Regions from separate parts of the Gossypium arboreum genome. Here region 1 is linked to region 2. Evidence: chromatin contacts called from public Hi-C data. All regions are on one chromosome and are shown on one strand. The core of a region is the stretch at or near the end of the contact, and the rest is flanking DNA. Distances in the headings are between cores, read along the strand shown. Region 1 holds the start of LOC108480869 (protein SEEDLING PLASTID DEVELOPMENT 1). Region 2 holds the start of LOC108483152 (ras-related protein Rab11B).

Region 1 (6,786 bases), core at 3,875-6,374, 140 kb before region 2:
GATCATATAATTTATCAATCCTTGAGATCATAACTTCTGCTCAAGAGACGGGCAAATGGGAGGATATCATTGTTAGCATAATGAGTAAAAAAACATGGATTTATTGGAGTATTTCCTTTTGAAAAACAGATTTCCCATGAGCCTATCTAAAGGTTTCAGGCTAAATGGTTCATAAACATGCTCAAAAGTATTGCTCTCGCTAAAACTGAACCACTAGCAAGGACTTAAAGAGCCTACAACCACTGAACTTGCAAAAATTATAGTTTCCTTTAGAAAGCAAAAAGAAAAACTCAGAGATCAAACTGGAACAAAAATATCAAGTCTTCACCTCTAAGGCATCAACCTTCTCCAAAATATTCATATCATTTTCTGATCCAGGGTTCTTCAACCCGTAGGGATAATCATCTTTTAATGCCTCTAAGGCCTTTGTAATCTGCATCGATGAGCTTGTCTGCAAGGGAGGAAAAGAAAAAGACTGATTTATTACCACATTCTGATGATGTGAAAGTTAGCTAATGCTAAACAAGAAGAAGCTCTTCACCTTCGCCACATAGACAGCTATCTTATGAGATTTAGCTGCAGCCTGAATCCCAGAGTTCTTTCGGAGCTTAGAAAGCAGAGCAAACAGCACACCTGCCTCACTTATATTATCAGTTAATTGAACTGCAGCATCCATCTTTAACTTCTTAAGTCCTTGTATCACACTTGCCTCCTGGATCTAGAATAACTACTTATTCTGTAAGTTTTATTTGTACTACTTTCTTATTATTTATAACTATGACAACTACTGACAATCAGAACTAAAAAAGCTTTAACCGAGACGTTATATCTTCATGAATCTGACAAAATTTGGTATCATATCTAAACAAAAATAACTAAACTGGCTATATAGAAGGCTTATAAAATTGGCATCATACGGTCACAACTATTGAGCCTGATTTTGAGGCAACTTCAAACCAATTACCATCTAGGTTATATATGGGAAATTATAAACTAAGATTTAACTGAATATGACAAGTAAAATCAAATGCTGAATACATAAGTTAACTTCATAAACTGCCAAAACATAATCTTAATTTATAAATCAAAATGGCAATGTATGATATCAAGACCTCTTACCCCATAGACATACATACGAAGTAAATCCCTGTCTTCCGTTGAATCGTCAGCCATGTTTGAAGAAAGATCAGAAGTGAAATGGTTACCGATACTATTCTCGTAACTAGTCTCTGAAAGATCTCCAGTGATTACTAAATCCTCTTTGTCAGAGCTGATGTCAGTAAAAGTCTGTGAGCTCTCTTCCAGCCCCTGAGAGTTCATCTTGCGGATCTCAATGCGTGGAAAACGACCTTCACAATAGACAAGTAACCGATGTAATAAACTATCCTGGATCACCCACTTTGATTATTCCAGGTAGCACTAAATAGAAAAGAAAATGCACCTGCAAGAACAGCATCAACTGTTGCTTCAAGGCAACGGTGAACACGTAACTCAGTCTTAGAAACAATCTCTACACCACAACTAAATGTCGATGGTCCTTTCCTCTCCAGCACAGTCTTCTGGACACCCCTACGGTTCGCTTCTTCATCCCCTAGAGTCACACTCTGAAAAATTATGTATTTAATGAAACTAGGGAAAATTATATTCTCAGTCATGATTGAATTTCAAAGAGCTATCAATTATTTTAAGAAAATATTATGAAAATATAACAATATCTTTGCATCGACAAAATGAGAAAGAGCAAGACTACAATAATGTAGTTAGTAACAAACATTCATTAACTATACAACAGCAGGAAATAACAAAATCATAAGCTCAATGGATGATGAAATCACCGACAAAAAGCAGCTTCGCTTGTTTATAATTTTATACCGACAAGTTTAACTTAAAGGCAGCACATCATATCTTTACCTAGGAAATATTTCACATAAGAATTTGTTAGAACAGAATTCTATATGACAGCTATTCTTTGCACTGCCACCCTCTTCATCAGAAGAAACATGCATTTAATTAAAGATGAAAAAGACACAGAAAGGTTAGGATCTTTCTAAAGATATTGCCTCATCTTTCTAAATATTACTCCCCAGACTGCACTCAGACCTTTACTATTGATCCTGAAAGGCTTTGGCATAAAGGTGCCAGTAACCCCTACATGTTCAGTAAATAATAGGAACGGGTATCAGTGCAACTTGCTCACCTGTATTCCACCAATAAGGATCTCCAAAGAAGGATTCATAATCAAATTCTCAATGGTTACTCCATGAGCAGTGGCAACTAGCTGAATTCCACGTTGTGCAATTGTGCATGCGGCCATTACCTCCAGTTTTGTCCCAATTTCATCAATCACGATAACTTGTGGCATATGATTTTCAACTGCTTCTATCAATACCTGCACTATATAAAATTGCAAAAAGTTAAACAAGAAATTGCGGGTCCTGTTAAGGAAGAGAAGTTATAAAGGACAGGACAAACTTGGCGAAATTTTGAAGTGTTCTAAAGGGGCAGTAGAAAGACATTATTGATTTTATATATAAGAATGCCAGGTCATCTGATTTATGCATGTGAACTCCTATAATTGCTAGGAATGCAAAGTCTTAAAAAGATTTATGCATCAAGGTGAACAAAAGAGTGCTAATGAAGGCACATGTATGGACCACAAATTTCCATTCCCTCTAAAAGGGATAGATCTGATTTTTTTTACATATAATTATGTTTATGATCACAGAAAGAGAGATCTTTAATTACTGAGGATGTAAAGTAGGAAAAGTAGTACGACTTTATAAGAGATTATTTTCAGAATGCAAAAGAACTCAGTTAATACCCTTAAATTTTTCAACTACGAAAGTTTAATCTTAGCACACACCATAACATCAACACAGATATTTTTCTGTAAGTAACCAGAGAAGAAATGAGAACTGAGTCCAGCTTGTACCTTATGTTGCATATCAGAGTCAGGGACTTGCATTCTCCGTGCACAACCAATTCCAGCATGCGGTATATCACCATCCCCACCTATCTCATTGGAGGTGTCAACAATCATCACACGTTTCTTGTAATCATTTGCAAGCATCCTCGCTATATCCCTGCCATTTTTTTTTTTAGAAATTTAGGTTACCCTAGCAATATCATTGGAAAGATTCCTCCACAAGTAGACAAAACTGCAGCTTTTGGAACAGAAGAATTATTCAAACAACAAAAGCATATATTCAGCTGATCAGATATGGTTGGAGCATAGATGAAAATGCATATTGACTTTTGCTAGTTCTGGTTGATTGATAGCAGAAAACTTTTTTCAGTATTAAGATATATCATCTATAAAGATTTTAAAACCCTTCCCTTACACCGAGATTAATCATGTTCAACAAGTAAAAAATTTGAAAGCCATTTGTAATCTAATAATAATTCTGGGCTAACAAGCTCAAATCTTAAGAGCAGCCGCTGATAGCAAATATGCTAAAGGACATGAACGGTTCCCCTTGATTCCTCTTGGTATTGTACTTCAGCAGGATAAACAAACATGACCATTTTGCTTTTAAATAATTTAGAGAATTCTATTGAGTAAAGAGACGTTAACTTGGTAACCAGTTAAATTTTAGTGTTTGAATTTTGAAATACTTGCACTCAACTTTGCAAAATATTAAGAATGAGAATGGGGAAAGCAATCCTAGTCATGCAACCATGCCAAACAAATCAACAGATCAGAGATAGAAACAACTAACCTAATGATTGTTGTTTTTCCCACCCCCGGAGGACCAATGAGCAGTAAAGAAGCCCCATCTTGAACTAAATCTCTCAATAAATCAGCACTGCCTGATATTGCACGACCAACACGACAAGTTAAACCAATAATTGTGCCTTTTCGATTCCTGATTGCACTAATACGATGTAATGTTCGGCTGATGCCTGCTCGATTATCGATGGCAAAGTCCCCAACCTGCAGTTTTTGGTACTTGTAATGAGCAAACAGACTTCACAAAACAAAGAAAGGTAAACTGGAAGCTCTAGTAAATGAAGAGATCTTAGTTCAACTAAGATTGTTTAAAGGATACAAGTAAATTATGATAAAACAAGCAGATTTCAGCTACCACTTTGAGAACATTGAGAGCCATATAGTCTCATGACAGTGATAATGTATTACTGAAATCCATTGGGGGAAAAAGAAAACCACCAGGCATCCACGTTCTGAGACGATAATGCTTCAGCAGCAACACTATAATTCAAAATTATCATGTTTTTTAGCATTCACTTTTGCCTCGGAACCAAATGACATTCAACCTATTCAAAATTTCAAAATATCCCCAGGATAATTTAACAAAAATGCATATAGAAACACCCATATGTTGTGATTTTCTTTCTTTTTTTTTCTTTTCCCCTTTTCCATATCCAATTTAACAAAGGATATCATTTTATTTTCTCTCCCCTCAATGGCTATCCTTTTTGTTTCATAATCATTACACTGTACGTACTCATTAGCATACTTCGATAAGGAAAAAAAAACAAAACAAAAAAAGATAACTCCTTAAATACTATCCAAAGGAGTTAATCAAACACTTAATATGCAAACAGGCAAAGGGGGAAAATGATACACCTGAGAAGTAGCATGCTCGATATCTTGAACCGTGATTGGACAATCAGATAATACAAAATCCCCTGAAGGGAACCTAGCCAAAGGTTTCCTCCCTATATCCATAACCACTTCAATCAACTCTCTTAACTCTTCATGTTCACTGATTCTCATTCTCATCTCCTCTGGCAACAAAGACAAAAGACGGCCTAATTCCACGTCGAACTCATCCTCCAAAGAAGAAGAAGAAAAAGCAGGGGATTTTATTGGATACCCAGAAATACTTTTGGTGAAAAAGTGAGGAAAGTTTTGGTTTGGGTAGAAATTAAGAGGGGAAAACTGGGATTTGAAGTTGGGTTTAAAGAACAAAAGCTGTGGTTTCCATTTGGTGATTAAAGGAGGTGAATGGTGAAACAGAGAATAACAAAACATCTGATTTTAATTCTTTTGGTTTTTCTTCTTTGGCGGGAAAAATTAGCAGAGTGTTTCAGCTTTCAATCAGGAAATTTCTGTAACTTGTTTTTATTTCTGGTTTTGTTTGTAGGAATTTTATTTTTGTTTTTGATGATAAACAGAGTAAAATTTTAAAATTATACCAACCACAAAATTTTATTATTAAATAATAAATTAGAAGAAAACTACAAAGTATAATTCCATTTATCACTTACATTATACCGTATATATGTTCAAAAAAATATTATACCGTATATTCTGTTGATTTAAATATTTTTATGGTTGATAGAGTTTTAGCTTGGTTTGTATTGATATTGTTACCAGTACAAAAAGATATGAGTTAGAGCATATTGAGTTGCATTTGGGATGGTTTATGGGTGGTTTTAAGTATTTTATCGACTTAAAACTTCTTAAACAATTTTCTAAGTCATTTATTTCTTATTTTTATTTTATCTAATTACCTTGAGTTTTATATTTTTTTGTTTGTTTTCATTGGTTAATAATAAAAGATATAAAATAAAAATATTTAAATAAAATTTAAAAATATTAAAGTAGATATAAACTTATTAAATTTATAAAAAATTTATAAAAATTAATTTTAATAGAATTTTAATACGCACTTATAAAATTAATAGAAAATACGCACTTGTAGTAATGCTAAAGCGGAGAACTAAAGGAAGCCTTAATTGTTTTGATATTTTTTTATTTTCTTAAGGGTTTTTTACCTAAGTCTAAAAAGATTATCACTAAAAAGAATTTATATGAAAAGACGAAAATACAATTATAGTAATATTTATTATTTTAAATATTTTCCTAACTAAGTTGCTAGGTTATTGGAGGAGGTGTTTCCTGTTTTATTGCTACCCATGGAGGTGGCGTGTACTGTACCATGTACTAGTATTTGTCGTCGTCTTATCCTAGTGGTGCAATTAAGGGGTCTTCGTCAAGGTATCTTCTGTAAAAATGACTTTTCAGAAGAACACTTGCCTTTGCTTTTCTTTTTGACTTCTTTGGTCTGATGGGTTCATAGTTTACAGTGAGGCTATCTTCATAGCATCCATCACATTCACAGTTTATACCCCATGGACAGTGTCCTGTTTCAGGATCTTTGAAGTACTGGACTGGATATCCATCAGCTCTAAAGTTGTAGATAATGTTGTTCATCAAACAAAGTTCATATTCATACCTTGGTTGGAACATCGAGAACTGCACATTTTGAGATGTGAATGTCGGTTGCATCATGAACTGTGTAGTGAAGATTGAGGGTGTGGCATTTTCTTCATCTTTCTCGTCATGTCTGAACTTTATGATCATTGTTTTTTCTGCGTTTGTGGTGAGTGCGGCTTCTATTAACTATACCGATTTTGTGTTCTCGTGGAACTTCTCGTAGTTGGTCATCCATGTTGATGGAAGTCAGGAGATCGTTTGTTCTCTTGTGACCACTTTAGGGACATGCACACAAGTAATTATCTTGCGTGTCATGCTTCAAGAATGGGATCTCATTCTTTGTTGGGATGGCATTGTCAATTGCATGATCTTGGACTCTATAAGCCATTTGGTAGTGGAGTGTTGCTTCGTTGGTTGCGCTTACCATTTCTACTCTAGCTATCTGGATCTAGACTTTGAGGCATTTGAGTAATGTTGGATCTTTGAGCGCCATGTTGTTATTGGGAAAGAACAAGTAGACTATTCCTGAGTTGAAGGATGTCTCAGCAATACCTATGCATGCACGTTCATATGTTAGGTATCTTAAGTCTAAGAGAGCTATT
Region 2 (6,902 bases), core at 3,578-6,077:
CTTTCCTCTTCTTATTAAAAAAAAAAAAAAAAGGGACCGAGGTGGGTCACAGTTAGGGCATAGTTAATATGGTTTGGTAGCAAGTCTTTCAAGATGTAGAATAGACCCAAGGCTTCTTTGCAAGAGTTAAAAGGCTCAAATCCACCTCTGCATTGTCTAAGAGAGTGGGTGAAGTCAAAGTCAACTATTGGACCAAATTTATTTACATCCCATATTTTATATTTCTCAAAAAAATCTTTTAAATATTTCCCTCAAAAAATCAAAAGAGAGCCTTATTGAAAATCTGTTTTGAAAAACGATTAATGGTGTGTTTGTTTAAGAAAATGAATTACGAATTTTGTTTTTAATTTTTGCATTTTTGTATTCGTTTTATATAAATTATTTCAATTAACAATAATTTTTAATTTTAAATAATATTCTTAATATTTTATTAAAAATTTTATATTAATATTTATAAATATATAGTAATAAATGTTCTATAATATAAGAAAATTTTGCTATCAATTTCTGGAAAAATCATTTTTCTAAAGAGTGAAACAAACAAGTTCAAATATTTTTCAATTCTTTTCTTGTTTTTATATGTATATAGAGATGCATATCAGATTTTCCGGTAGATATCACTTGTTTGTGTCGTCTTTTTCATCGGTTTTTGGATGATATAGCACTTGTCTTGTTGTATTAAACCTGCTAAAATATCAACCACACCTTTATCTAAACTCATCCAGCTTATATATATTTTCTTTTCTAATTTTCTCAGATATATTGGACAAAGATATCACAAGGATATTTTAAGAATCAAGAGACTATATTACATAATATATACATATATTATTTCATATCATGCCAATCATAGTTTGTACATTCGTGTATAGTCCATAGCACATTCATAAGAGCTAAGGAACAATGATATCGCCCCTCCCCCCTTTTCCTAACCCTGTGAGATGACATACCTTTTTTGCTTATTCTGTGTATGTACGTACTTGCTAACTCTGTCAGAGCTGAGGCCCGAGGTTAATGTTCGAAACACCCACTCTTATTTCCATTCTGCAAATCATTGCTTTTAACATCCGTTTTGTCGTGTGAAAAATGGGATTTCAGCCCTATCCAACACCGGTAATAATCGAGATCCCTGAAGTGGGAGTCAAGAGCCCATGGACAGGTTCTAGGCATTAAACATGATTCAAACATAAAGGCCATTGTATCAGTGATCTTGTGAGGTCCGGCCTCATTTCCACGTGCAACAGTGGCCTGCAAATCAAAAGAGTTGTCAGAACAGACTAGTGATCCTAAGAGCAAGCAGTTCCGAATAATAAACGGGCATTATCAACTAATTAACAGGACTGGGTAGTCTTATTAGCTTTGGGTATTCCTAGCCCTAAAACTTCATGGTAATCGACTACCCGATCAGACAACCCAAAGAACAAAAATGGCATAATGGAAATTGACTTGCGACCTCAATGTTGTGCTCAAGATAATTACCTCATATGTCTTGGTGTCAGGACCATGAGGAGTCATGCAGCTGTGAAGGCTAGCACCACCGGGCAGAAAACCATCAGCTTTTGCCTGAAACCAATACATGGTAGCCAAAATTCTCAATCAGAAAACTTAAGTAAGGCTGATTTTTATTTTCGAAGCCAACATCGATATCAATGGGGATACAACCATATGATCCAGTGTTCCACTAGAAACATGCTTAAACTTTATCAACTAAAAAGAAAATAGCCAGATTGTGATAGGACACACCTCATATCCACCATATATTAGGCCCATAAATTCACTCATGCAATTGCGATGGTAATATGGAGGTCTGAATGTATGTTCAGCAACCAACCATCGGGGAGGGAAAATGACAAAATCAAGCAATGCCACACCCAGTTTATCAGTTGGTGCCGTCAGAACTGCAAGATATTGCTCAAATAAAATGTAGATAATTTAAGTACAATTGACCCCCAAAAGTCTTAGGAGAAGTACTATGTGAAGACAGAGATCATCTAGCAGCCTACCTGTATTTATTGATGGATCACCATGATCGATTAAAACAGTATTGTAAGGGCAGAACTTGCTAAGATCATACTGAATCCAACATTTTCAAGAAAATCAGATCGCTCTAATGGATCATAGTCAAAATCTTATAGTTTTTAATTATTTTAGTTTGAAGGTTGATTGCACCCACCTTATATGGGACATAATTACCATGCCAGGCAACCACATTGAAAGGAGAAAAATCTTGTCTTGCATTGAAAAGTTCTCCTCCAAACTTTTGTATAATAGTAAACCCTGGTCGGGGGCAATCCTCAAACCAGGCTGTGGGAGCAAGGAAGTCCCTTGAAGCAGCAAGACCATTAGCACCTACACAAGATGAAAATCATACGCTAAGGGCATATCTATCCAACATGATCAATAAAGTGGCTTATTGTTAACGGTACACGGACAACAAAATATTATACTTCATTCACTCATAGGCCACATTTGAAAAAGAGATTAGGTACCTATAGGACCAAGATCAGGAAGTTGAAAATGGGTACCAAAAACTTCAGCAACATAACCACGTGATGGGCCATCAGGCAAATCTACAACAAAGCGGAAGCCTTGGGGTAAGACAACAATTTCACCAGGAGATACCTGCAATCTTCCGCATTCAGTAGTGATCCATAGCCCTGTAATCAGAAACACGGTTCTTTAGTATGCATATTCCTTTGTGACAAAAAGAGTTTTAAGTTAACCAGTACTGCATGTAATCTTTGCTCATAAATGAATAAGAAGTTTTAAAGAAAACACATATCCTGATAAAAGACCTCAAGTTTTCTCAATTATACGAGTAACCATGCCCCAAAAGGAAATCTAAGACTCCAAACAAGCAGAAAATAAACTTTTTTTCAAAGATAAAAGGATTTTAACTTTCAAAGATAAAAGGATTTTAACTTACTTCCTTGCTGGGGAACTACCAAAAAATCACCATCTGCATTGCAGAAGGCACAATTGTCCATTGATTTGTTGGCAGTATACCTACATGTGAGGAAAATTTTATTACCTCCATGCATACCTTTAAGCTAAACAATTGAGCACAACCCGACTCTCCTAGCAAAGGATCAATGCAACAAAAGTTCTTTCTGAATGCATGAAAGAGACACAAGATAGTAATGGGGGTGAAACTCATCTCAACCAAGCACATGAACAATTTGGTGAACATATCGAGCCAAAATTTAAATTGCAAACAGACCCAACTCACATTACATTCGTTTCAGTAATGAAAAAAGTTACTACAGTAACCTGCCCATAATTCTTAGATAGCAGGTGTATTAAGCAGTTATAATCAGATTCATCATTCATGTAAAAAATGAAATGACAACTAAAATACCAATTACATGTGAATAGCAAATCCATGGCGAAGGAATGAGCTGCCAGCTCCACATAGTGTGTATAAACCATCAATAAAATCCGTCGGCGAATCGGGAATATCCACAGGCTTCCACCGGAGCTGAGTCGGGTTTGCTACCGTGTTGGACCCATCAAATTCACTCACAAGCTTTTTGTGACTCGGTTCACGAGGCCAAAACGGCTCGTGAGTAACCGATGGTTTGATTCTATAGAACCAACTATTAACACAAAAAATTCAAAAAAAAAAAAAGAAAAAGAAAGAAGAAGACAAAATCAATAACATGAACGCTAAACAATTTTCCTTTAATCAAAATTTAAAAGAAAATTTAATTTACTAAAAACTCAACCGAATTATCATATACACTGCTAGTCAAATTTTAACACTACTAAACAAATTATTCAAAAATCTGAAAAAAGAAAAGCACCTGCGTTGATTAAGCTTCCGAGGAGAAGTAAAGGAAGTGCCGGAGATCTGCTCAGCATAGAGTCCAAATGGGCAAATAAGAGGACTATTTTGGCCACGTGGCAGAGCTCCTGCGATCGCTTCCGATTCAAAATGATTGCCAAATCCTGAATGATATTCCAAATCATCGGGAAAACGCCCCCAACCTTCGCCTTTTATAACTTCCGCCGCCGGTTTCTCCATCTTTCTCGGTTTTTTTTTTTAAATTTTGCCCCCCTTATTTTGTACGGGTAAATCTATGACAGACAATGAGCTAAATGATGTAAGAGCAAGAGATTGAGATCAAGAGATCGACGTGGCAGTTTCATCGGCTGGAGAGTCGTGCTGTCCTAAGCTACCTTTTTTGTCTTATAATTCAAGAACTGAATGTTAGTCAATTAATTACATATAATTGGCAAAGGTCAATTCCATTAACATCTCAAATTATCCTTCAAATTTTCAATTACTTCCTAGACTTCAAAATGTTTTTGATTCAATCTTTTCATTAGTTTAGTTATTGGTTAAAATATGCCAAAAATCCTTATATTTTTAAAAATTAGAATTTTGTCTTTATCTTTTTATTTTCAAGTATTTAGTTTGTCTATTTTTAAACTTTAAGTCTAACTGTTATCACTTTTAATTTTTTTGTTAAATTTAGACCCATTATAATATTATTATTTTAGTATTTTTGACTATCAAATGAATATTTTTATTTTAAAATGTTACACCAATAAATTTAACAAAAAAAATTAACATTGTTAATAGTTTAACTTGAATTGAAAAAAGAGAGATTAAATTTTTAAAATAAAATACAATGACTACCTTTTATATTTTCAAAGAGTACATAAATTTATGAAATATTTCAAGCTTAGTACTTTGAGGACTCAAATACAATTTTTTAAAATTTGAAGATGAATTTTAAATAATTAAGATATGAGATGCGATCTTTTTCCAACTTTTTATCTTCTATATCGACAAATTTAAAATCGGGTTACAAAAATAGGGGCCCAACAACAAATCCAATTTCCTGACCCGACCCGATCCGACATGTACGCCCCCTCCTAAATCTATGCCCACTTTTTCTTTTTCTTTTTTAAATATCTTATTACAATTTCAAAATCGATGCCACCGATCTCTGCCACTTGATAAAATTTTCCGCATAAATTCAAATCTTTATTCTTTTTCAAGATCCGATAGAAGAACCCGACCTGGTGATCCGAAATGGCGGCGTATAGAGCAGATGATGACTACGACTATTTGTTCAAGCTAGTATTGATCGGAGATTCGGGGGTTGGGAAATCGAACTTGTTGTCGAGATTCACGAAAAACGAGTTTAATCTGGAGTCAAAATCCACAATCGGAGTAGAATTTGCTACCCGAAGTATTCGGGTCGATGATAAGGTCGTTAAGGCCCAGATTTGGGACACCGCTGGACAAGAAAGGTATGGTTTTTTCAAGTTTTTTTATTATATATTTTATCATCTTTTTTTTTAATCATTTTATGAAAATGAAGTCTTCTTTGAGTTGATAGGTCGGATTGGTAGAATGGGTATTTGGGATTTTGTATTTTTGGAGCTGTTTAGTAGCAGAGGAAATGTGGTAGAATTATGTTCAAGTAGTTCTTATCTTATTGCTTGTCTGTTTCTGTATTTTCTTTTTGGATTTTGGGGTAATTTTTGTAACTTTTTAGTGATTTGAGGAAAAGAAGCTGCGTCTAGACTACAGTATTTGGTTTGGTGAAGTAAGTAATGAGATTTACTTTTTCTTTGTTTTGGATTGCTTGGTTGCTAAGAAAATATGGGTGCCAGGTGCCTTCAGAAAATTTCCTTTTAATGTTAAAGCATGTGGTCTTGGCTTTTGGTTATTTAGTGAAAAGTAGATATTTTATTTTCCTTGGATTGCTGTATTTGATGTAAATTTTAAGCATATGCGAAAGGCCAATTGTCTTGATTGGTTAGCTTATATACCATAAGCTACTTAAACCATGTACATTTGGGTCCAAGTGATAATGTTACAGCTTGTTTAACTGATGAAAAGGTGGAATTAAACCTACTGTTTATAGAAGTCCTAGTTGAATCATCAAATATACATCTTTAGAATATAGGTTCATTGAAGAGGATATCATCTGTATCTCCGATCTATAGATCGTTTTACTTTTCGTCATTCATTTTAGAAGGATATGATTGTTATCAGTTCTATATGTTAACCTTGTTCTAGTCTTGAAGTTCTTTACGATGTCCATAAATTTAGGACATTGTTGTAATTAATATCTGTAAACTTTGAAGCTTGGATTTATGTGAAAAACATCACATGCCTTCAGAGGGCATGTTTTCTATTATTCTTTAGCTCTCTGTATCATGCACGAGTCTAAAAAGGGGCTTGTGTTGCATACTTTGATGATTTACGATAGATGCATAGATAATGTTTGGTGCCCGAGTTTCCGGTTGCTGTGCAACTTTTTATTTTAATTGCTCGATCAAAATTTTTTTATTGCCATGACTTAGTCAAGGGGGATCATGATGATATGAACTCGATAGAAGATTCTGAATTGCCTAGTATAAGAAATCGATGCCTTTGCTTGAGAGGCATTAAACAAGGCTTGCCCAAAGGTAAGGTTTTATTGGTGTGAAAAGGAAATATAAATAGTTCTTCTACCTACATTTAAATTGTGAATGCTTAATATACGGTTTCTGCTACAAATAGATGTATTTTATATGCTTTTTGAGACTTGTTTTCTTGTTATATTCTTCCAAATTAAGATACCGGGCGATTACAAGTGCGTACTACCGAGGAGCTGTCGGTGCATTGCTTGTCTATGATGTCACTCGACACATCACATTTGAGAATGTCGAGAGATGGTTGAAGGAACTACGGGATCACACAGACTCCAATATCGTGATTATGCTTGTCGGTAACAAGGCAGACCTACGACACTTGCGTGCCGTTTCCACTGAGGAAGCTAAGGCCTTTGCCGAGAGAGAGAAAACCTACTTTATGGAGACATCTGCCCTCGAGTCCCTGAATGTAGAGAATGCATTCACTGAAGTACTAACTCAAATATACCATGTGGTAAGTCGAAAAG

The links. Hi-C and Micro-C count contacts between places; a contact is called where the count stands out from the background.
Region 1: a Hi-C map of leaf shows a contact between it and region 2, with 2.2 times the contacts expected there. The contact joins the promoter of LOC108480869 here to the promoter of LOC108483152 in region 2. A contact is called at or near these places in 2 of 5 Hi-C or Micro-C datasets (both in leaf).

What each region holds. Positions count from the first base shown.
Region 1 is chr1:115,444,675-115,451,460 of ASM2569848v2, reverse strand. It overlaps LOC108480869 (protein SEEDLING PLASTID DEVELOPMENT 1), which reads right to left and starts at 5,124. Exons shown (of 9, transcript XM_017783998.2): 1 at 4,589-5,124; 2 at 3,720-3,934; 3 at 2,933-3,083; 4 at 2,198-2,389; 5 at 1,442-1,604; 6 at 1,120-1,349; 7 at 542-718; 8 at 329-451. The coding sequence starts at 4,996.
Region 2 is chr1:115,300,772-115,307,673 of ASM2569848v2, reverse strand. It overlaps LOC108483152 (ras-related protein Rab11B), which reads left to right and starts at 4,827. Exons shown (of 2, transcript XM_017786381.2): 1 at 4,827-5,262; 2 at 6,580-6,902. The coding sequence starts at 5,042. It overlaps LOC108483151 (homogentisate 1,2-dioxygenase), which reads right to left and starts at 4,289. Exons shown (of 9, transcript XM_017786380.2): 1 at 3,804-4,289; 2 at 3,366-3,596; 3 at 2,927-3,006; 4 at 2,490-2,657; 5 at 2,174-2,349; 6 at 2,004-2,073; 7 at 1,744-1,898; 8 at 1,480-1,563; 9 at 787-1,248. The coding sequence starts at 4,024. The coding sequence ends at 1,012.